Regions from separate parts of the Mus musculus genome. Here regions 2, 3 and 4 are each linked to region 1. A link is a contact called in public ChIA-PET and promoter capture Hi-C data. All regions are on one chromosome and are shown on one strand. The core of a region is the stretch at or near the end of the contact, and the rest is flanking DNA. Distances in the headings are between cores, read along the strand shown.

The links. Promoter capture Hi-C pulls out the DNA fragments that hold promoters and counts their contacts. ChIA-PET counts read pairs in DNA pulled down with a chosen protein or histone mark. Capture Hi-C pulls out chosen DNA fragments and counts their contacts.
Region 2: an RNA polymerase II ChIA-PET map of memory CD8 T cells shows a contact between it and region 1, with 103 read pairs. The contact joins the promoter of Carmil2 here to the promoter of Dpep2 in region 1. A contact is called at or near these places in 7 of 39 promoter capture datasets (the 3T3-L1 cell line, the C10 cell line, the HPC-7 cell line and 4 more), 1 of 115 datasets of contacts at active chromatin or transcription factors (memory CD8 T cells) and 4 of 9 other capture datasets (adipose tissue, embryonic stem cells, liver and 1 more).
Region 3: a contact with region 1 is called in a promoter capture Hi-C map of liver. The contact joins the promoter of 4933405L10Rik here to the promoter of Dpep2 in region 1. A contact is called at or near these places in 26 of 39 promoter capture datasets (the 3T3-L1 cell line, 3T3-L1-derived adipocytes, the C10 cell line and 17 more), 6 of 15 datasets of contacts at CTCF or cohesin (the NIH/3T3 cell line, embryonic stem cells, large pre-B cells and 2 more), 18 of 484 Hi-C or Micro-C datasets (B cells, the Ba/F3 cell line, CD4 T cells and 10 more), 19 of 115 datasets of contacts at active chromatin or transcription factors (the 230-238 cell line, bone marrow-derived macrophages, craniofacial prominence and 14 more) and 5 of 9 other capture datasets (adipose tissue, embryonic stem cells, liver and 2 more).
Region 4: a contact with region 1 is called in a promoter capture Hi-C map of pre-B cells. The contact joins the enhancer-like site here to the promoter of Dpep2 in region 1. A contact is called at or near these places in 10 of 39 promoter capture datasets (the C10 cell line, the HPC-7 cell line, HPC-7-derived erythroid cells and 6 more), 2 of 484 Hi-C or Micro-C datasets (the G1E-ER4 cell line and nephron progenitors), 1 of 115 datasets of contacts at active chromatin or transcription factors (pancreatic cancer cells) and 2 of 9 other capture datasets (adipose tissue and liver).

Annotation. Positions count from the first base shown.
Region 1 is chr8:105,989,389-105,994,648 of GRCm38.p6, reverse strand. It overlaps Dpep2 (dipeptidase 2), which reads left to right and starts at 2,876. Exons shown (of 11, transcript NM_001301204.1): 1 at 2,876-3,001; 2 at 3,739-4,053; 3 at 4,631-4,757; 4 at 5,051-5,180. The coding sequence starts at 3,785.
Region 2 is chr8:105,683,729-105,688,988 of GRCm38.p6, reverse strand. It overlaps Carmil2 (capping protein regulator and myosin 1 linker 2), which reads right to left and starts at 2,715. Exons shown (of 39, transcript NM_001357333.1): 1 at 2,676-2,715; 2 at 2,338-2,429; 3 at 2,193-2,243; 4 at 1,558-1,620; 5 at 1,312-1,436; 6 at 1,114-1,205; 7 at 849-919; 8 at 658-731; 9 at 449-524; 10 at 277-365; 11 at 100-194; 12 at 1-25. The coding sequence starts at 2,715. It overlaps Gm33578 (a long non-coding RNA gene), which reads left to right and starts at 2,769. Exons shown (of 2, transcript XR_387987.3): 1 at 2,769-2,828; 2 at 5,177-5,260.
Region 3 is chr8:105,705,490-105,710,749 of GRCm38.p6, reverse strand. It overlaps 4933405L10Rik (RIKEN cDNA 4933405L10 gene), which reads right to left and starts at 2,461. Exons shown (of 4, transcript NM_027655.2): 1 at 2,235-2,461; 2 at 1,737-1,954; 3 at 1,166-1,350; 4 at 505-1,089. The coding sequence starts at 2,318. The coding sequence ends at 653. Enkd1 (enkurin domain containing 1) reads left to right here and starts at 2,542. Exons shown (of 8, transcript NM_198299.2): 1 at 2,542-2,593; 2 at 2,827-2,926; 3 at 3,007-3,201; 4 at 4,012-4,184. The coding sequence starts at 2,842.
Region 4 is chr8:105,725,620-105,730,879 of GRCm38.p6, reverse strand. It overlaps Gfod2 (glucose-fructose oxidoreductase domain containing 2), which reads left to right. Exons shown (of 3, transcript NM_027469.5): 2 at 2,549-2,892. The coding sequence starts at 2,634. Among named protein-coding and RNA genes, the nearest start is that of 4933405L10Rik, 20 kb to the right of the region's middle. Within about 2 kb of position 3,314, at least 69 of the 459 cell types and tissues checked have an H3K27ac peak or open chromatin away from gene starts, as enhancers often do. A contact at or near this core is called in the HPC-7 cell line, adipose tissue and pre-B cells, where this site is marked.

The sequences.
Region 1 (5,260 bases), core at 1,627-4,126:
GAGACTCTGTCTCAAAAAAGAAAAAAAAATTTTTTTTTAGGAAGGTCAGGTAAAGGCACCTGCCACCAAGCCTGAGTTTAATCCCCAGCTCACACGTGGTAGAGAAGAGAACTAATGCCCACAAGGTGTCCTCTGACCTCCATGTTCTTCCCATAGCACATGTATAGCCACATGTGCATACACATATACAGACACACACATACAAGAAATAACACCAGAAAATGGACTATGAGCTTTTAAAGATGCCTTTATAGTGATTTGCTTTTAAAAGCCCTGACTTTCTAAGAAAAAAATTTACATATAAATGGAATGTGTGTCTATGAGTTCTTTACCTTTTTTATTTCCTCTTATCCCTGTAGCTATTGCTCAAGCTTTGCACACTCTAGGTAAGCCCTCTACTACTGAACTAGATCCCAGCCTTGTGATTTGCTTCAAAATAGGGCCAGGGCTGGAGAGATGACTCAGAGGTCAGTAGCACTTGTTGCTCTTCAATAAGACCAGAATTAGGCTGGGCAGTGATGGCACACACCTTTAATCCCAGCACTTGGGAGGCAGAGGCAGGCGGATTTCTGAGTTTGAGGCCAGCCTGGTCTACAGAGTGAATTCCAGGACAACCAGGGCTACACAGAGAAACCAAAAAAAAAAAAAAAAAAAGAAAGAAAGAAAAAAAAGAAAAGAAAAGAAAAAAGAAAAGAAGACCAGTGTTAGATTCTCAGCACCCACATGGTGACTCACAACCATCTATAACTCCAGTCTCTGGGGATCCGATTCCCTCTGCTGACCTCTGAGAGCACCAGGCATTCATGTGGTAGACACAAGCATGCAACTAAAACTCATACACATAAAATAATTAAAAAATTAGCCAGGTGTGGTGGCGCACGCCTTTAATCCCAGCACTCAGGAGGCAGAGGCAGGTGGATTTCTGAGTTTGAGGCCGGCCTGGTCTACAGAGTGAGTTCCAGAACAGCCAGGGCTATACAGAAAAACCCTGTCTCAAAAAAATAAAATAAAATTAAAAATTAAAAAAAAAACCATAAGAAACAAAATGCTCAGCAGCTCAGCAGGTGAAGGTGCTTGCTGCCAGCTTTGGCATTCTGAGCTTGGTCTCTGAGACATGCATGATGAGAGCAGAGACCCAAGCCCTTCCAGTTCTCTGACCTCCACACCTGTAGACACACAAAGAAATAAGTAAATAGATGTTGTAATCTGTTGCAGTGGCGGGAGAATTAGCTCTATTGGTAAGGACGTATGAGCGTGTGGGCCTGAGTGTGGATCCCTGGTACACAGGCAAAGAGTCAGGCACAGCAGCCTCTCACCCTGAACTGGGGAGGGGGGGAGGGGGGGGAGAGGGTGGAATCTCTGGGCTTGCTGGCCAGTCAGGGTCGCTGAAGTGATGAGCTTCAGGTTCAGTGAAACCCTGCCTCAAAAAAGATAGGGAACAATGAAGAAGATACTTTTAAGTCATCACCTCTCTCTCTCCCTTCCTCTCTTCAAGATTTTATTCTATTTATGTGTATAGATATTTTGTCTGGGAATCAAACCCGGGTGCTCTGGAGGAGCAGCCAGTGTCTTCAGCACTAAGCTCTCTCTCTCTCTCTCTCCAAGCCGTATTCTTTATACCCTTCAACTTCCTGGGGCTTATTAAGAACAGAACAAGCGGGGTGCTCGGCCCGCACCTCACTCTCTTATTCCTTTGTCCTCTTACCTCTCCTCTCACTTTTCTCTTTCTCTTTCTCTTCTTTCCTCTCTTCTCTCTCTCTTTCTCTCTCTCTCTTTTCTTCCTTTCTACCTTCTCTCTTTCTCCTGCATTTCTATAATAAAGCTCTAAAACCAAAAAAAAAAAAAAAAAAAAAAAAAAAAAAAAAAAAAACAAAACAAGTGTGATATTTACCCTCAAACCCACAATGGTGACAGGGAGACCGGAAAACCTGAGAGTTTCTCTTCCCCTTTGTCAACTTGGCCCGCACGAAAGTGGCAGTGGGGGAGGGGAGGGAAAGGAGCCAGGTCTGAAGCCAGCAAAGAACACCTTGGTGTGAAGCACAGCCCCAAAGGAATACGCGGTCTAGAGTGGGCCTACCAATGAAACCTACTTACTAGCTATAGCAGGCAAGGACTTACTTACTAGCTATAGCAGGCAAGGACTTACTTACTAGCTATAGCAGGCAAGGACTTGGCTACTTTTAGCATAGCACTACTACAGGCAGCGCACACTAATGTACAGTCCCGAAAACACAAATACATCGTCCTGGGTAGTCCAAATTTTCTGCCTCCTTATCGAAGAGTTTGCTCATTTCCTTCTTAAATTCAAAATATATTTATTCATTTGAGACAGGGCTCGCTCTGTAACTCTATCTGGCCTACTCATTATGTAGACCAGGCTAGCCTTGAACTCACAGAGATACACTTGCTTATGTCTTTCAAGTTCTGGGACAAATGTTATCATGTCCAGACTCCATTTCCTTTTTGAAAGAGGGTTTCTTGACATCTCCAAGTCCCCATGCCTCCTGAGGAAGGTTGCAAAAACTGGATCCTCTCCAGTGGGGGCCAGGGGTCAGAACAGAAAAGGTTTTTTTAATGGAGTATAAGCATAGACCCTGAAACTGCCTTAAGGGATGGGACTTCTACAAAAACATACATGGCCAGTGTGTGTGTGTGTGTGTGTGTGTGTGTGTGTGTTTGTGTGTAGTATGGGGGGGGGGAAATGTGTACATGTATGGTATGTGTTTGTGTGTGTGTTATATGTGTGGTGTCTGTGTTATATGTGTGTGTGTGGTGTCTGTGTTCTGTGTGTGCATGCATGAAGCCAGGGCTGATCCTGGAGAAAGCAGAGAGGGTAAGGGCTCAGGCTGGAAACAGGGTGGGGCTTGTAAGGACAGGAACTAAGTCCTTGAGGTTTCTGGGAGAGCTCTGGCCTCAAGAGCCTCAGACACCAGGCGTGGAGCCGCTGGACACAAGTAGCAGGTCTGAGGGCTTATCCATCTGCCCTGGCTTCCACACTGAGGTAGGAGGTCAGCCTGCAGCCCCAGGAGGAAGGTGCTGGGATGGGGGGCTCTGCTGCCCTGGAAGGTATTCCATGTCCTTCCATCTCTCTAGCTGACAGACTTTTGTTCCTGTGCTACTAAGTATTTCCCTGAAGCACTCAGGTGCTTACTCTCTTCTTACCTCACATGATCAATAGGAGAGTCCTGGGTGGGCACAGCATCTGCTGAGGAGGGAGACCAGTCCTCACCTTGAATAGGGCTGGGGCATGCAGGTGTGTGTTCCTAATAGTTCCCAGTTGCTGGCTGGAGTCTTCAGAGGATGGTAGATAAGGTGGAGAGGTCAGTGTGTCTCGGTACTTGTGTCCCTTGAAGAAGTCAGGGAAGGCTGCAGGTAGTCAGGGACAAGATGTGGTCTGCAAAGAGCTAGAGGCCCTTTCACTGTGAAAGAAACACCACGGGTCTACTTTCTTGGAGAACAGTCCCTAGTCGCAGCTAGGAATCACCTGGGTTGGTCCCTTGGGAACAGTAAACAGGGGGGACATTGGACAAAAGAAACCTAGACAGAAGCAGGCCACGGAAGTGCACTTCAAGACGGGGATAGTAGGTCTGTAGCTCCCCCTGGCGGATGTCATGCACCTCTTTCCCGTACAGCGGCTGTTTGGAATCTGGTGACCTCAAACCTCTTCTCACCAGACCTGGTCTGTGCGTGGCTTAAATTGAGGCTCAGGATTATATCACTGCCTTCTGTCCTTCTCAGGCTTTCGCGACCCTCATCCGTGCCGGCTTGCTCCGCCCTGAGCAAGATGTCGCTCACGGGCCTCAAGGGTCATTGGGTGCTTGGCCATGGGCTTTCAGTGTTCCTGTTGGTGCTGCTGCTGTTAGGGCCTTCACAGCCTCTAATATGGACCCAGACAAAACCAGGCTTCTCTGGTGCTTCCACTACATCAAGCATCCCCAGAGCACTCACCAAGCCCGACATTTCCAGCATTCCAACCACTCCTGGCAACCCCAATTTCCCAGACCTGCGAGATCGCGCAAGAGCTCTGATGCAGGAGTTCCCGCTTATAGATGGGTGTGTAAGGATGGCTTGGGGGCGGCCAGAATGAAACGGGGTTGAACATACACCTGGGGTGCAGAGGGTTCGGAGCCTGCTGTACTAATAAAGGTCCTCTCCTACTACCCACCCCTAGATGCTGTCTCCTATCAGCAGTGGGTGACCTCTTTCTATCACTTCTCTAGTGAGGAGTCCCAGCCCAGCCCAGGTTTTGGGGGATCTCAGTATGGTCTAGGTAACGATGGTAAGGATGGGAGAAGCTGTCAGAAATACGTTCTGCTAGACTTGGAAACCAAAGGGGCACAGTGTGTGTGTGTGTCCAGATTATTACAGAGCTCATTAGAAGTAGCCTAGACTGGGCTGGTGAGATGGCTCAGTGGGTAAGAGCACCTGACTGCTCTTCCGAAGGTCTGAAGTTCAAATCCCAGCAACCACATGGTGGCTCACACCCATCCGTAATGAAAAAGTAGCCTAGACTAGACTGTCCTGAAACTTTAAATGATCCTCTTGCCTTAGCCTTCTGACTGCTAGGATCACAGGCAGAAGTACTCAGCCAATTTTGTTTGACCTAACCTCTTTTTTGACTCTTCTACAGCCACAATGACATGCCTCTTGTCCTGAGACAATTTTACCAGAATGGACTACAAGATGCTAACCTGAGAAACTTCACCCATGGCCAGACCAGCCTGGATAGGCTTAAAGATGGCTTGGTGGGAGCCCAGGTACACACACACACACACACACACACACACACACACACACACACACACACAGAGAGAGAGCTGCTGAGGAAGGTTGAAGAAATTGGTGCCCCAGAAATGACAATTTAGTCAGATGGGAACTCAGTTACCATAGTGACAAAGAAATTAAAAAAAAAAAAAAAAAAAAAGCCCTAATATAAGCCTGTGGCTAGATGGGTCAGATTCATTACATGTGGCCTTTAAACCCACAAGTCTGTCCATTGTAAGGCCAAGGTAGCTCTCCTATACAAACCAACCCCTGGCTTTGCCTCCAGTTCTGGTCTGCTTACGTACCATGCCAGACGCAGGACCGGGATGCCCTGCGTCTCACTCTGGAGCAGATAGACCTCATTCGCAGAATATGTGCCTCTTATTCTGAGCTGGAACTTGTGACCTCAGTTAAAGTTAAGTGGATTTATTCAGGGTATTGGGGGAATGGATGAAGCTACTGTATAGCTCCTGAAAATAATCACCTGACCTACGCC
Region 2 (5,260 bases), core at 1,466-3,965, 310 kb after region 1:
AGGTGTCTGCTGAGTGCAGCCATACCTGTGGACAGAGCAGCTCTGTGAACCTCACCTCTTCCGGCTCGGCTGCCTTGGGTCTCCCAGATTCTGCCATACCTCTGTCATCCAGCAAGTTCCCAGACAGGCTGAGCTCCCGAAGTCCAGAATTAAAATGTCCTGCCAGGGCCTGGGCTAGTCGCCTAACGAAGTCTCTGAGGACCAAGACCCCAGTTAAGACTGATTCCCAGTCTCTCCGCAGATCACAGGTTCCCACGCCCAGCTCAGGCCTCTCACCCTCGCAGACCACAAGCCTCCAACACCAGCTCCTCCAAATAGGAAGATTGACTCGTCATGTGCAGAATCTGTTCTGAGACCTCCAGGCTCTGAGAGCAAGAGGGTCGTGACTCATCAGGTTGAACTTTGACCCTTACACCCTTGGCACTCCCTTTTGTGTGTACTCTCTCACCAGCTTCATGTCCTCGCAGGAGAGGCGCCGGAACCACAGGTTATAAGATAAGGCAGCTACACTCAAAGCCAGGTCTCTATCGCGGGGAAGAGAAAATGCAGTGCTCAGGGCCTTCCAAACACAGGGCTCAGTCAGCATCCCCCCTCTACAGACAGACTAGGAATTTGGGTGCTGGAGTTCTCGCCTCCCAATCCTGGCTGGCCTCATACCGGCTGCCAAAGTGGCTGAAATCTCCAAGGCAGAAGTGGCGGCAGCCCTGGCGATGGTAGATAGTGTCCACATCCTAGATGTAAAGAAAAAAAGTCACAGCTAGCCTGGGGCCACAAAGGGTAGAGGGGCTTAGCACACACAAGGGGCGTCAAACATCCCCAGAACTCCCCCAAAAGGGCCCTACCCTCACCCACTGAATCTCCTCTCGGAATGGGAAGCCATTGTAATCGCACAGAGCTTCGTATGTTTCCAAGAAGCCACCTAGAGAGGTGTCGGGGGAGTGATAGGGAAACAGACAGGCACTAAGTCAGAGACAGGGGAAGGTCAGCCCCATAGTAGATGGCGGCAGTGATAAAAGTGGCCCTGTTCACTTTGGGGAGCCCCCCCAATACCAAGAGACTAGGATTGCATGGAGGCAAACTGGAAGGTTTATGCGGCTCTGACTTGGCCCTCACCGCACGGACTGCTGGGTATGGTGGACTCTAAGGGATGGCTTCTCTCCAGTCGAGCCAGCAGAGACGAGGGTGTGGGCTTCCGGAATAGCTTCCTAGGCAGGGGATAAGGAGAAGAGGCAAAAGGGACTTCTAGCTCCTTGAAGGATGAAAAGCTTTCACTGAGGCCCTGCCCCACCCCTTGGATTTTCTAAGCCTCACCCAAGGGTTGAGCGAGGGAAGACCTTTTTGATGGCAGCAGCTACATGCTGAGCCAGCTGTTCGAGGGCAGCCACACAGGGAAACTCCAGGACCAGTTCAGGCAGGGACTCCAGCTCAAAGGTGACCTGGGGAAGGAGGAGCCTTTTGGATCCCTGTGTGGTGGAAGCGCTGTCCATTCAGAGTGATATGTGTAGGAATAAATGATCAAGCGGAGTGTATGTTCAAGTTGGGGTCCAGCTTTCTTACCCGAGGGGGTGTTTCCTGTAGTGCCATGGCCTGGACCTCCAGGTAGCTGAATGTACAGTCCACCTGGAAAGCATCAGAGTCATTCCAACTGACTGTTGCTACTCTCTTGAGCCTAGTTCGTTCTTTCTTTCTTTCTTTCTTTCTTTCTTTCTTTCTTTCTTTCTTTCTTTCTTTCTCTTTCCTGAGACAGGGTTTCTCTGTGTAGACCTGGCTGTCCTGGAGCTCACTCTGTAGACCAGGCCTGCCTGCCTCTGTCTCCCTAGTGCCAGGACTAAAGGCGTGCACCACCACCTCCTAGCTTGTTCTTAAAATTTAAAAATTGTACTATTGGGTGTTTGCTGGCATGTTTGTCTCTGTACCACTCTTGTGTGCCTGGTTCCCAAAGATGCCAGAAGACGGTGGTGGGTGCCTTCGAACTAGAGTTCCAACCACTTGTGAGCCCACCTGGTGGTGGGAGAATTGAACCCAGGTCCTCTCTCCACAGCCCATGATTTTGTGGCATCCTGAGCTAGACCTGCCCAGACTTCCCTCCTGTCTGCTGTTGGAAAGTAAAAGCCAGCATGGGCAAAGAAGACAGCTGCGCAAGGCAGTCCCTTGCTGAAGGGGAAGGGGTGTTGGCCCGGCCTGGGACTCACCCTCAGGGGAAGGCAGGTGTGCAGCAAATATGCCCTCCATCGAAGCAGTGCCTGGGGGGAGACAAAAGACTAATACTCTAGGGAAATCAAGTTTCTTTGTGCAGGGTCTGGCCACTGTCCTGAGCTTCACTCCTGGCTACCATACCAGGATATGGCTTTGCTCGGCACCCTCCTGGGGAAGCCAGGTTTTCAACAGCAGCTCCGCCTCCTTGGGCCACAGGAACCTGGTGATCTCGCCTGTGGAAAGACAGTCTACTGGGTGACTTTGGCTCCTCTATTAGGGCCACTCTGTGCCCAAGGTCTGTGCTAGACTGAGTGCCCAGGTATTCATGTGTGGATCAGCTAGGAAGAAATGAAGCGGACTTTTAGGCACTGGCCCTCCCTCCAGAACAAAAACCCCTGGTCAAGTTCCCTAAGGCGCCGAGAGGAGAGGTCTGGTTTGGAGTCAGGCTCTTCATGGCCAGGTGGGCTCCCAGGGCTTACCTCGCAGTTCACAGGATATGTCGTCTGGGGTCTGTGCCATAGGGCCGGGACGGCCCAATGAGCTCTGGCGGGAAAAAGCAGCCGGCAGGAGCGTACACAGGAAGCCAGGGGCCCAGGCAGCAGTGCAGCCACCTGCTCCTCCTGCAGCGGAAGGTACGCGCTTCTTCCTGCCAGGCCGCCCCCGGCCCGGCCCCTCCCCGCCCCGGCTTCGTTGGCTGAGTTCGCCCCGGGTGGGAGGTTGTGGGAGGATGGTCGAATCTTGACTGTTGCTGTCGCTCAGGGACTTTTCCTTCCGCGTACTCGGGTACTCATGGGTGTGGTGTGTAGGGGAGAGGGTCTTGCCTTTTCACCCCTTGCCTGGTGCCCTACTTCCACCCTGCCCCGTAGTCCCGGGCGCAAACACCAGGGGACGCCACCCTCCAGGGGATGCCAAAGGCCTAACTAACTTGATCTATCCCAAGACACAGGTTGGGTAGGTTGGAGTAACTCAAAGGAAGCCAGAGCAGTTGTGTCTCTGTGCAGTAAAAATTACCCACCACCCAAGGTTCTGCCCTGCTCAGATACGAATTTAAGAGTCTGGCAACCTATTTGTAATCCCAGCACTGTAAAAACAGGCAGGAAGAAAAGAGGCTGGGCTGCACCCTTTTTTTTTTTTTTTTCTCCCCGAGACAGGGTTTCTCTGCGTAGCCTGGGCTGTCCTGGAGCTCACTTTGTATAGACCAGGCTGGCCTCGAACTCAGAAATCCACCTGCCTCTGCCTCCCAAGTGCTGAGATTAAAGGCGTGCGCCACCACCACCCGGCCTGGGCTGCACTTTTTAGAGGTGTGCCAGACTTTTTGACTGGACCATGGTTGGTGCCTGCTTTTAATTGGGAGGTCCAGGCAGGAGGACTCTTGAGTTTGAGGTCATTCTGGTCTATAGTCCTTGTCTCAAAAACCAGATTAGCCATAATCCTTTGTAACAGGTTCCTCTCATTTAGATGCGGGCTCTTTGGGAACATCTGTAGCTAATTTATGACCTGAATCTCACTGAAGGCTGGTGCTGGTATTTGTGTTCTCAGGTTGTCTGCATTGAAGTTCAGGGAGGATTCACTTGAGCCTAGAGCTGGGATGAGTATACTAGCCAGAAGCATGCTACCCTACAAAAGGGGCTGATTCAGATCTTACCCACACACCCCCACCCCACAGACTTCATTAAATCCCACTTCTAACTGCCCTACCCACAGTTCAGCAAAAGAGAAAGACAAAGTCTTGGAGAGCAGAAGCAACTATGTATTATAATCTCTTAGGCTTCTGTCCCATCTCTACCTTTCCCAGACAGAGGATGACTTGGGAGTGTCCTCTAAGCGGGACCCTCTCCACCAAGTCCCAGTCACTCTGGTTCATGTTAAGCCCAGGACTTTCTGGCTAACCTGGACAACACAGAGAGACCCCGTGTCTTCAAAATAAAATGGCTAATGGCAGTAGTATTTATCTACATGAAACCGGAGTTCAATTTCTTGTGCTGTGAAGCGACAGCCCTTTAACATGTTTGCCGACTTGCCAACTTCCACCGAAACATAGAAGGTGGAAAGTAGATATAAAGGAGAAACAACTTGGAGGAAGGCAGTGACACTTAGGCAAGTATATGGTATGACATATAAAGGCCGACAGGGACGGCCTCGCTGGAGCTGATACAAAAGAGCTGCAGAACCAGAAGGCCCCTATGCCTCTTAGCCCGAGCCTGAAATTTAACTCTAAGGCCATCTGAAGTCACAAATGACTTATAGGGTGACAAAATTTACTCTCGTGCACGTTATTGTGAAGAATGTGGGTTTTGAAAGCAAAGTAAATGAGTTTTTCTTGACACCTAACCTCACTAGTCTTTTGGAAGCTTTTGACACTAATTATTCTCAGAACTTAATTTTGTGTGTGTGTGTATCTGTGTATGGGTGCCCACAGAGCCCGGAAGGGCATCAGGTCACCTATAGGTAGTTGTGACCTGTCTGCAGTGGGTGCTGGGAACCAAGTTCCAGTCTTCTGCAGGAGCAGCAAGTACTCATAAGCACTGAGTCATCTCTCCAGTCCCCTTTTTGTTGGCATAGTGTCTTGCCATCCCTGGCTGCCGGGTACTAAGTAGTCCATGCTGGGTTTAAACTTGTAGCGATCTTTTCTGCTTCACTTCCAAGTAGATGGAATGGTGGGAGCTACAGAGCCTTGGAACTGCTGCCTCCTCCTCCCCAGTGCTGGTATTGTAGTGGTGTGCTAGCATGCCCGGCTTCAATGTTTCCTTTGAGATGTGTGTCTTGTTTACCATGGCAACTCTGCGATGTCAAAAATAGAGAAAACCTACCCCACAGGGATTTTTTTCTGGTTAAAATGATTGACTGCCAAAGGGCTATAGCAATGCCCAAGTAGAAGCACCCTCAAGACCAAGGCCAGATTTACACTGAATTAGTTCTATGCCTTGGGTTAGTGGCCTGTGGAGGAGTGACAAAACCAACCAACACCACTCTTTTACAGTTTTCCAGGTGAAGGCGGAACTCCCAACAGAACAAATCAACTGTTTGCTGAGGAACACGGGATGAGGGCCCCTGGTGCATCGGC
Region 3 (5,260 bases), core at 1,212-3,711, 280 kb after region 1:
TCAGACTATACAGTGTGCTCCAGGTTCCCATCTTTGTCAGCTGTCACTCATGCTAGGATGAGCTTTGGTGATGCAAACTGTCTTTGTGTGATTTCTGCCCCCCACCAAGTCACCCCATTAAGTCGGGCGTGGTGGCACAGGCCTTTAATCCCAGCACTTGGGAGGCAGAGGCAGGCAGATTTCTGAGTTTGAGGCCAGCCTGGTCTACAGAGTGAGTTCCAGGACAGCCAGGGCTATACAGAGAAACCATGTCTCAAAAAAAAAAAAAAAAAGTCACCCCATTAAAACCCATTGTTTCACGGAGTCAGACTTTGGTGGTCTGTGTACTTTGGTCTGCCTTGGACTCCCAATCTGGGGTGAGTAGACATGTTCTCTGACACAAATCTGGTAGTACTCAGGAATCCGTCATTCAAGGTCCCCACTGATCCACACGACCAGCCATCCTCCTCCCTGCTCCCCAACCTCTTTCCCAATGCAGGCATCATATTTGAAGAATCACATTCTAAAAGGGGGGAAATGTTTATTTTCAGTGAGCGCAAATTCTCAAGTGTAGACAAAGACTAAAATTCCTTCCTCCACCTGATGGCTTAGGCCGATGGACTTAGAGCCATGGTTTAGGCCTAGACCAGGGGTATTCTCAGTGGCTAGATGGTCACTTGTACTGAGGGGATAGAGGGGGCACAAGAGGGGCAGCACAGACACTCAACATCTTGTCGATATCCACTTGCGTCGTCTTATCCACCTCAGCCTTGAGGCTGCCACTCACCCTCAGACTAGACAGACCCCCAGGCTCCTCTCCAACCTCCTCTACCAGAGGAGGAAGATTATGGGTCAGTGGCACTAACGGATTAGGGCAGGGTAAAGCAAGGCCTAAGCCCAGCTCACCTGCCACGGGCAGCAAGGTCTGCAGCTGCAGCTGTTCCACGCCCGGCTCCTCGGGAACCAGTGCTAACTCGGCCTCAGGCTCTACCTCGGGCTCCCTGTCCCCGTCCTCCTCCTGATTCAGCTCTGGGTTGCAGTAGTTGATGTATTGGTACAGTGGCCGCAGGCGCTGGGCTTTTCCTGCAAGAACCCAAGGCAGAGCAAAGGCTAGAACACCAGGCTGTGCCATGTCAGCCTCAGAAGACAAAGAAAACAAGAGAAGAGCCCAGGGACTGCCACTCACGCTCCAACCCCAAGGTCTCGGCGGCGGGTGCGGATGCGCTGGCCACAGCGGGCGGCACAGGAGCCCCGCCACTCTTGCGTTTCTTGGCTTTTTTGTGCTGTTTCGAGGACAGTGAGGATTCACTGTGGCTGCCTTCTGGCTCCTCCTTCTTCTGCAGCACCCCCGGTGGCAGCTCAACTTCTGACCTAGGATGGACATGGTGCTTGGCCCTGGGAGGGCTGGGGAACCCAAACCTGGGACAAGAGGCCTGAAAGAGGCAGGCTTCAGTCTTTGGTTCCTATATCTTGAGCCTAGGGCTTACCCCTGCCTGTCCACTAGAGCTAGTTAGCTGTCCATTTCTTAGACAGTGAAGCTCCAAGCCCAGTAGAGGCTCAGCATTTATGGTAGCTCAGTCTCCTTGCAAGATCTAGAAGTCCCAAATCCATACCAACCCCCCAGCCCCCAAGTTCTAGAGTTGGGAGTGAGGGGTATTGGTCAAAGACAAGAATCTCTGCCTTGAAGGAATGGGGATTTAGGAATCTCCGGGCATAAGACCCACCTTCCCAGCCCTTCCCTCCGAAAGCCCTCTCACTTTCTCTTGGGCCCATGAGCTGGTCTCACGATGGATGACGTAGGCTTGGGTCCTCTCTCCTCTCCTGCTTCCACCCCTGCATTGAGCCCTTCCTCTCCCACCTTTATTCCTTCCTCCTGGAGCTCTGGCTCTAAGCTGTGCCCCACGGGACACTTGTCTTCGCCTGGGCTCCTGCAGGTCTCATGTGCCGGCACCAGACACTCTTCTGTTCCTGGACACTAGAAGATACACATAGGTCATTGGGAGCCGATGGCCAGGCAAAGTATTGTGGGGATCAGTTATTCAAAGCCCAAAGCTGCTGCAATTGGAGTACATCTCCCTTGGTTGGGGGGGTGGTGGTGTCTCCTAACTACATATTGGCCACAAAATATGAAGGTAACCAGCTTAGGCCTCTCTACTTGTAGGGCTTGGCCTGGCAGTTAGAGGGTTGGGTTACCTAGAGTCCCACCTCTCCTGCCCTACCCCTCCATCTCCCGAGCTTTGAAATGCCCAAGTCACCTCAAGGCTCTCTGCAACCTGGGCTAACCCTACTGCTGCCCCATTCTGGGTTTCTGGCTGCCTCTTGGCCCCTTCTGAGGCCATAGGCTATGAGGAATCAGTGCATCCCTCGACAGTTGATCAGAGAAAACCTCAGGCCCAGAGCGGGGCTGGACTGGTACTCAGTGCTGGTAGGGGAGACAGGTTGAGAGGTAAGGCTCCTGTTGAGACCCGAGACTTAGAATCACTCCTCATCTGGAACTACAAACCCCAGAAGGCTGTTCGCCTTAGTCATTTGACCCCTGACCTCAGGAAGCCATTTGTTGCCAAGCAACAGCAACTCCTACCGGCTTGCAACAGTTGGCGGTAAAACTGCTCCAGTGAGAGCCCTCGCTGGGGCTTGGCGGGGGAGGGGCGGCGAACCCCTCTGGGCAGTGGGCTAGTCGCGGGGCGGTGGTACAGTCTGCGCCTAGAGACGGGCGGTCGTCGAGGGGTGGGGCTCGGTGATGGGGGCTACCGCGGGGATGCAGGGCTCGGGTGGAGGGTGGAAGCACCCGACAGGGATTAGAGGGGAAAGTTGCGCAGCGCAACAGGCCCTGGTGCACTGTTGCAGGGCTGCGGTAGGATCATGTGCGAGGGCCCGTCCCGCATCTCTGGACCCATCCCCCCAGACCCCACTCTCTGCCCGGACTACTACCGGCGGCCGGCCTCGGGTGAGTTGCGGGGTGCCTCGGCGGGGCGAGTACCCCGCCCCACCCCTGAGCACGGCTTTCCACCGCGTCTTGCTCCTCAGCCCAAGGACGCCTGGAAGGAAACGCGTTGAAGCTGGACCTGCTGACTTCAGGTCGGGACCTGGACTCCAGTCCTCCTCGTGGCCCTCGCATCAGGCCTGAAGCCCGAGAGATCCTAGAGCGTGGCCAGCGAGGCGTGGGGGACGTGCTGCTGCAACTGGGGTGCATCTCCCTCGGTTCGGGGGTCTCTCCTAAGAGTAAGTCCTTGCAGACGGGGTATTGAGGCATTCTTAGGTCAAAAGCAGAGATTAAAATAGGGTGCTTCTTAATTGCCTTGAGCCCATGCAGTTAATGTTCTTTTCTGGGTCTTAGTTTCTCTAGCATAAAAGAAGGGCAAAATACAATACCTCCTGGCAGGATCAGAGTCTATCCTTCTGCAGAAAGCCCTCGCTTCAAGCTTTCACACCTTGATGGAGCATTGTTTACTTAGTGCCTACTTTGTGCCAAACCCTGTAGCTGTTAGGAAAACGGGGTTAAAAAGTATGGGAGTCGTCCCAGGGTAGGGTAGTATCCAAGGGAGGCTTCCCCTTCTCTGAGGAGAAGAGAAAGGGGTAATGGGGGGGGGGGGATTTGGCACAGGCAGGACTGGGAGTAGAGGGGCTACAATTGGGATGTGTGAATTTAAAAAAAATTGGCGGGGGGAGTATGGGAGTCACAGTTGGAGGCAATGAACAAGACAGGCCATGTGTATAATATACACGGTGATTAATGGTATGCTAAATCATAAAATGTAGAAGATAACCAGGAGGGTGACTGTGGAAGGGAATAAGCTGATAACTGTGCTGTGGGTATGATGTCTAACTTCCATGAAGAGGCCTTGGTTGTATTTAAAAATGTGTGTGTATGTGTGTGTGAACCCAGGGCCTCTCTTCTACCAGACATCTCCCAGATTGTCTGAGAGGTCTTTCTGCCAAGGGTAGGGTGTGAATCTATATTCGATCTAGTCCGAGGTGCATGGCCATTTGGTAGGGCTGTCCCTAGCAATATTCCTCCCTGCACCCTTCCAGGGAAGAATCCAAAGGACCATGAGAAGGAAAACTTGAGGCGGATCAAAGAGATTCAGAGGCGCTTCCAAGACCAGGAACGCAGCCGGGAACAGGGTCAGCCTAAGCCACTGAAGGCACTGTGGCGCTCACCCAAGTATGACAATGTGGAGTCTCGAGTCAAGGCCAGGATGAAGGTATCTGTCCCAGGGAGGCAGACCTATCCATCTTGGCCAAGGCAATTATATCTGATCTAACTTACAGAGCATGTGTGTGCGTGCGTTCATGAGTGCGTGCGTTGGGGGAGATGGTGATCACAAAAGACTAAGACATCTGGGTGGACTTTCTCTGGGGAGCTGATGGCATCAGGTCAAGGATTAGGCTAGAGGAAGAGAACATTCCACAGAGATAAAACCCCACAGGTAGATTCTGGCATCAGAGGGAGTAGGGGCAATGGGCATAGTGGGCATAATTCAGTTTGTAAGGGGGAGAAGCAGAAGGTTTGAACAGAAAGCCAGCAGGGTACATATCTGAAAGAACTACCTAAGTTACCTAGTTACATGTGATATTGGAGATGGAATCGTGAGACACATGCACACTAGGTACTCATATAATATACCCACGACCTTCCTGCTAACTCATTCTCGGTTCCCCTATCTCTGTGTCTCTGTTTCACGCAGCCCAGGCTGACCTCAAACTCTTTGACTTTCTTTTTTGTTTTGTTTTTGTTTTGGTTTTTTTTTTTTTCGAGACAGGGTTTCTCTGTATAGCCCTGGCTGTCCTGGAACTCACTTTGTAGACCAGGCTGGCCTCAAACTCAGAAATCCGCTTGCCTCTGCCTCCCAAGTGCTGGGATTAAAGGCATGGGCCACCACGCCGGGCTACTCTTTGACTTTCTAACTCTCCTTTGTCCACCTCCTGAGCGCTGGGATTAAAAGTGTTCACTACCACACTACTTTCTCTTTTTCTTTTAATTCATTCATGACTTCTTTGAGATTAAAAAAAAAAATTACATGTCTGTGTGGCTACATGATTGTCTGTGCACCAGAGTCCAGAGGAGGGGATGGGCCTCCTGGGACTGGAGTTACAGAGAGCTGTGAACTGTCCTGTGCTATTGCTGAGTTGTTTCCTACTCCCACCCCCAACCATACCCCACCCCCACCCCACTATCTCCACTGCTACTTTGTTTCTAGACAGAGTCTCCCTGTGTAGCCTAGAATAGCTTCAAACCCATTATGTAGCCCAGGCTGGCCTTGAACTGGCCTAATTTTCC
Region 4 (5,260 bases), core at 2,065-4,564, 260 kb after region 1:
TATATCATTGTACTTTGCTCCTCTCTCTCTCTCTCTCTCTCTCTCTGTCTGTCTGTCTGTCACACATACACACACACACACACACACACACAGAGCTTTTACAGTGATGTTAGGTCAAACATAGATAAAGATGAGCACAGGGGCTGGAGAGATGGCTCAGCAGTTAAGAGCACAGCTGCTCTTCCAAAGGAACCGGTTTCAATTCCCAGCATCCACACAGACATGCGTGCAGGCAAAACACAAAGCACCAATGTACATAAAATAAAAATTAAATTAAAAAAGGGGCCGGGCAGTGGCGCATGCCTTTAATCCCAGCACTCAGGAGGCAGAGGCAGGCAGATTTCTGAGTTTGAGGCCAGCCTGGTCTACAAAGTGAGTTATAGGATAGCCAGGGCCACACAGAGAAACCCTGTCTCAAAAAACCAAAAAACCAAACCAAAACAAAACAAAAATTTAAAAAGGGATGAACGCTGTTGCTACACTTCAGGGCATACACCTATGACAGCAGCTCTAGGAAAGCTGAGATAGACACATTGTTGTGAGTTTGATGTCAGCCTGATTTACACAGTGAGTTCTAGACTATAGTATGGAACATTGTCTCCAGAAACAAAAAAAAAAAACAAAACAAAACAAACAAACAAACAAACAAAAAAACGGAGGGGATGCAAAGATAAGGGGGTGGGGTAGAAAGAAACTGACTGACTTACTGAAGGCCACCCAACTGGTGACAGAGCCAGGATTTGAACCCATCTGTACTACCTTCCCTGTCACTCTGAGCTTGTACTCTGCAGTCCTGACCAGCAAGCATATGGTGATTGGGATTCATGGGAGCTTGGTGAGGCTAGATGTATTTAGATCTTCAGGGGCATGGGAAAGGTATGCTGCAGAAATTTTAGGACAAAGAGTATGAACTTTAGGGGTGAAAAGTCAACCAGGAAAACCAGCAGTTCCTGCTTGTGCGGAAGCACCTACTCCTCCAGCTTGCCTAGCGTCGTGCCATTCGGCTCCCTCAGAGGCCTCTTCATGGGTGTGAAGCTACCCTTGAGTCAGTGGAAGTAAAACAGCTTATTAAAAAATCTAACCCATGCTGTTGTTTTACCCTGCTGGTATTTAATTGTGTGTGTGTGTGTATGCGCGCGCGCGCGCGTACACAGTAAGGTACACACAGAGACCAAAACAAGGCAGAGAATGTGCTTTATTTGGTAGAAAGCTTTGTCTGGCATTTATGAAGCCCTGGATTCAGTCCCTAGCACCTAAAACAAGGCATGGTTCATAGGTTGGGGCCACACTAGGATACACAAGACCCTGTCTACAAATAAGTAAATAAATAAATATCCTAATGACACACATAAAGAAACAAAACAGAAGATACGGAAGACTCTGGAATGGCCAGCTGCCTATGCAGTGCTCGCGTCAGTGGTTCACAGAGACATGGGCGTACTGTCCAGGGGTACGGGACGCTGCAGGGCTGCCCTGTGACCTGGCATTTCCCTTCTGATCAGTGTGTGGTGAATGGCTTTCAGGTAGGTGGTTGAGGTCTCCGTACCTCACGGTTTTAGTGGCTCCAGGGTTATTTATCTAACAGATCACTTTTATTAGCTACCCCGGTTTTCAGTCTTTGTGTTTGTTTTGTTTTGTTTTGTTTTGTTTTGTTTTGTTTGAGACAGGGTTTTTACATAGCCCTGGCTGTCCTGGAACTCAGTCCGTACACCAGGCTGGACTTGACCTCACAGAGATCCACTTGCCTCTGCCTCCTGAGTGCTATTACAGATGTCATCACCATGCTTGGCTTCATTTTTCTATTTTTTTTTAAAGATTTATTTATTTTTTATTTATATGACTACACTGTAGCTGTCTTCAGACACCCACTAGAAGACGGCAACAGATCCCATTACAGATGGTTGTGAGCCACCATGTGGTTGCTGGGAGTTGAACTCAGGACCTCTGGAAGATCAGTCAGTGCTTTTAACCACTGAGCTATCTCTCCAGCCCCCTCTGTTTTGGTTTTTTTTTTAATATTTTTTCAGCTTTTTTTTTTTGAGACAGACTCTTGCTCATCGACCAGGCTGGCCTTACGCATACAATACTCCTTCTTTGGACTTCCAAGTGCTCCAGGGTGAACATCTGTTTGCAAAAAAAGGAAAAGAGAACCATTTCTTTTTGTGTTTTTGATTTGGAGTCTCAAACCCTATATACTCAGGTATACACACAAACACACACACACACACACACACACACACACACACAATGCTTTTTAGAAGGAAGTCTAAAGATCTTTATTTTGTAGTTGAAGCCTTGAAGGCTAAATCACTTGACCAGGGTTAGGTAGAATAAGGACTTGACCCTACTTTTCATAGTTTACTTGTTTTCTCTGTGTCCAGTAGGTGACGGTGGTATCCAGTGTGCCAGGAACAAGATTCTTCAGCTTTTTATTTTGGAAAAATACTTTGTGTTTCGGGGACAGAGAGCTTGTTGCTTCCAAATTGCCTTAGAATCTAGGCTCCTCTGAGTGTAATCTCTGCCGCTGACCAGTTCATTTCTGTTTTAGGAGCCATGTTTGATCAGGATGACGGGACGGTCAGCTGCATCCCGGGGACCCTTGTAAGGACATGAGTGCTTGAGCAGAGGCCAGGATGAAGCTGCTCCCAGGAGTCGGTGTGTTCGGGACTGGCAGCTCAGCCCGGGTCCTGGTCCCGCTGCTGAGGGCAGAGGGCTTCACCGTGGAGGCCCTGTGGGGGAAGACTGAGGAAGAGGCAAAGCAGCTGGCCGAGGAGATGAACATCACCTTCTACACCAGCCGCACAGACGACGTCTTGCTGCATCAAGACGTAGACCTGGTCTGCATCAACATCCCACCTCCGCTCACCCGGCAGATATCCGTGAAGGCTCTAGGTATGCATCTTCAGGCTACAGCGGCAGACTGTGTTTCCTCCTCTGGGCAGTCCTCCACAGTGCCCGGCCCTCTCCTAGGCCTGGCCATTCCTTCTTTGTCTGCACCTGCGGGTAGTGGTGCTCTGGGATATCGCTGGGGCAGAGGTGGGGAAGGACATGCTGGAGATTCTAAAAGCTCTAACCCTCTCTGCTCCCTATTCACCACTAACCCTCGGGGCAGAAGCTCAGCCCATCAAGGAGCTAGAGACGGCTGCCCTCCTTCACTGTCCAGCCTGCTGTGGGGAGGTCAGCACTTCCCCGGACCCCCGGACCCTCAGATGTGATGGATGTGTTTGTTCTGTCCCGCTGTAGCAAGCAGCACCACAGGAAGGAGAGGAGGTTGTCTAGAAGGCTCCCGCTTCCTGTGCTTTGTCAGCCCTTGGCTGTAATGAGCACCACCCTTCCTGGCAAACTGCAATCTGGTATTGCCAGACAGCAGGAAGGTGCTCTGTCAGGCCTGGCTTTCCTGACACACACCACAGAATAGCCTGCTCACATGTCCACTCTCCTGGGAACCTGACTGGGTGTGACCTGGTGAGCTGTTCTTCAGGTTCCTAGTGAGTTCCTCTTGCCTGTGAACTATAGGCAGGTTCTTCTTTTCATCATATAGATCTTGAAATAAGAGTTTACTATGTAGCTCCGGCTATCCCCCAACTCACACTCCTGCCTCACCCTTCTGAGTGCTGGGATTATGTGTGTGCCACTGATCCTGGTGTCTCGTCTCATCTCGTCTCTTCTCTTCTCTTCTCTTCTCTTCTCTTCTCTTCTCTTCTCTTCTTCTGTTACAGGATCTGTCTCTCTTGCTATTTTTCTTTGTGTTACTGTTGTTCTTAATTAAGGATCTAAGCGCTGTAACTGCAGTCCTTTTAGAATTGGAGGAAGACAAGACAGTCACTTAGGCGGTAGCTGTTGGAACAGTCTAACTTCAGCTCAGCTCCTTTAGACCTGGAGCACAAGAGAAATTTTCACAGTTCCCTGAAGCTTCCATCTACCTCAGCATGTCTCGTGGGCTGGAATATAATGTGGTGAGCCTATGACAGACACGGGGTTTGGTGAAGACAGCAGTGTGAGGCACACAGCGCTGACACAGACTTGCAGGTATGTGACATGTGACACAGGTCCAGGTTTTCACCATTCCTCCTTCCCATGTCTGTTAGAACCGTAGCCTCTAGCCTTTGAGACTTGAAGTAAAAGAACAGTGAGGCTTGCTGGTGCCCCGTGCAGTGTCCAGTCCAGCACCCGCTGTGTGTTCTCACAGAACTTGTGTGGTGTGGTACACCCCACCCCACACACCATATCCCACACTCCACCCTGCCCTGCAAGGTTCCCTGCACAGCACCACCAAAGAAGCAATGTCACCTGGGATAGAAGTAATTTCTCAAGCACCTCAGATTTCCTGCCTCTCTGGGGTGGGTGCCATTCTCTCTGGGCAAACTTCCTGGGTGGTTTGCTGCAAACTGTGGATGAAGGGTCACAGACCCAACTGTCTTTGTTGTCAATGAAAGAAACTGAAGGGCTGGGGTATAGTTCAGTTGGTAGAGTGTTTGCCTGCATTTATGAAAACCAGGATTCAGTCTCAAGAACTACGAAAGACTTAACCCACTCGGATGGTGGTATATGTTGTAGGAACTTTAAATCCTGGCCCAGGGTTTCTACCCTGCCTTTGGTTTATTAAGTTCCTGGATTAAAAAAAAAACACACACAGCCTTTATATTTACAATAAGCTTTAATCAGCATAAGAGCTGGGCAGCTGCCTAGCCTCTGTGATATTAGAATCTACTTTCCTATCGATACCCCAGAGTTCTTACTTACTACTTAATATGTTTCATCTGAGCTGCTCTTAACTCTAGTTGGCCAGCCCTCAGGGCCATGTTTTTATGGTTCAGCAAACCCATGGCGGTTGCTCCTTCCTTCTATCATTCTCCTCCTCCTCCTCCTCCCCCTCCCCCACCCCCAAGTTTAGGAAACTAAACCCCACCTATGTCTCTTCTGCCCAGCTATTGGCTGTTGGCATCTTTACTCACCAATCAGAAATAATTTGGGGCAGGGTCACAGGGGCTACGAGCCGACTCTAAGGGGCTGCACTTAGCATTAAAATAAACAGTAAAAGACAAAACCTCAACACTTAGTCCTAGCTTTTAGGCAGTAGGGCAGGAATCATTTTTGGCTCCGTTACGAGTTCAAGGACAGCCTAGAACATGTGAAAATTTGTGTTTAGGAAAGAAAAGGAAAAAGAAAAGAGAAGAGAAGCCGGGCGGTGGTGGCGCATGCCTTTAATCCCAGCACTTGGGAGGCAGAGGCAGGCAGATTTCTGAGTTCAAGGCCAGCC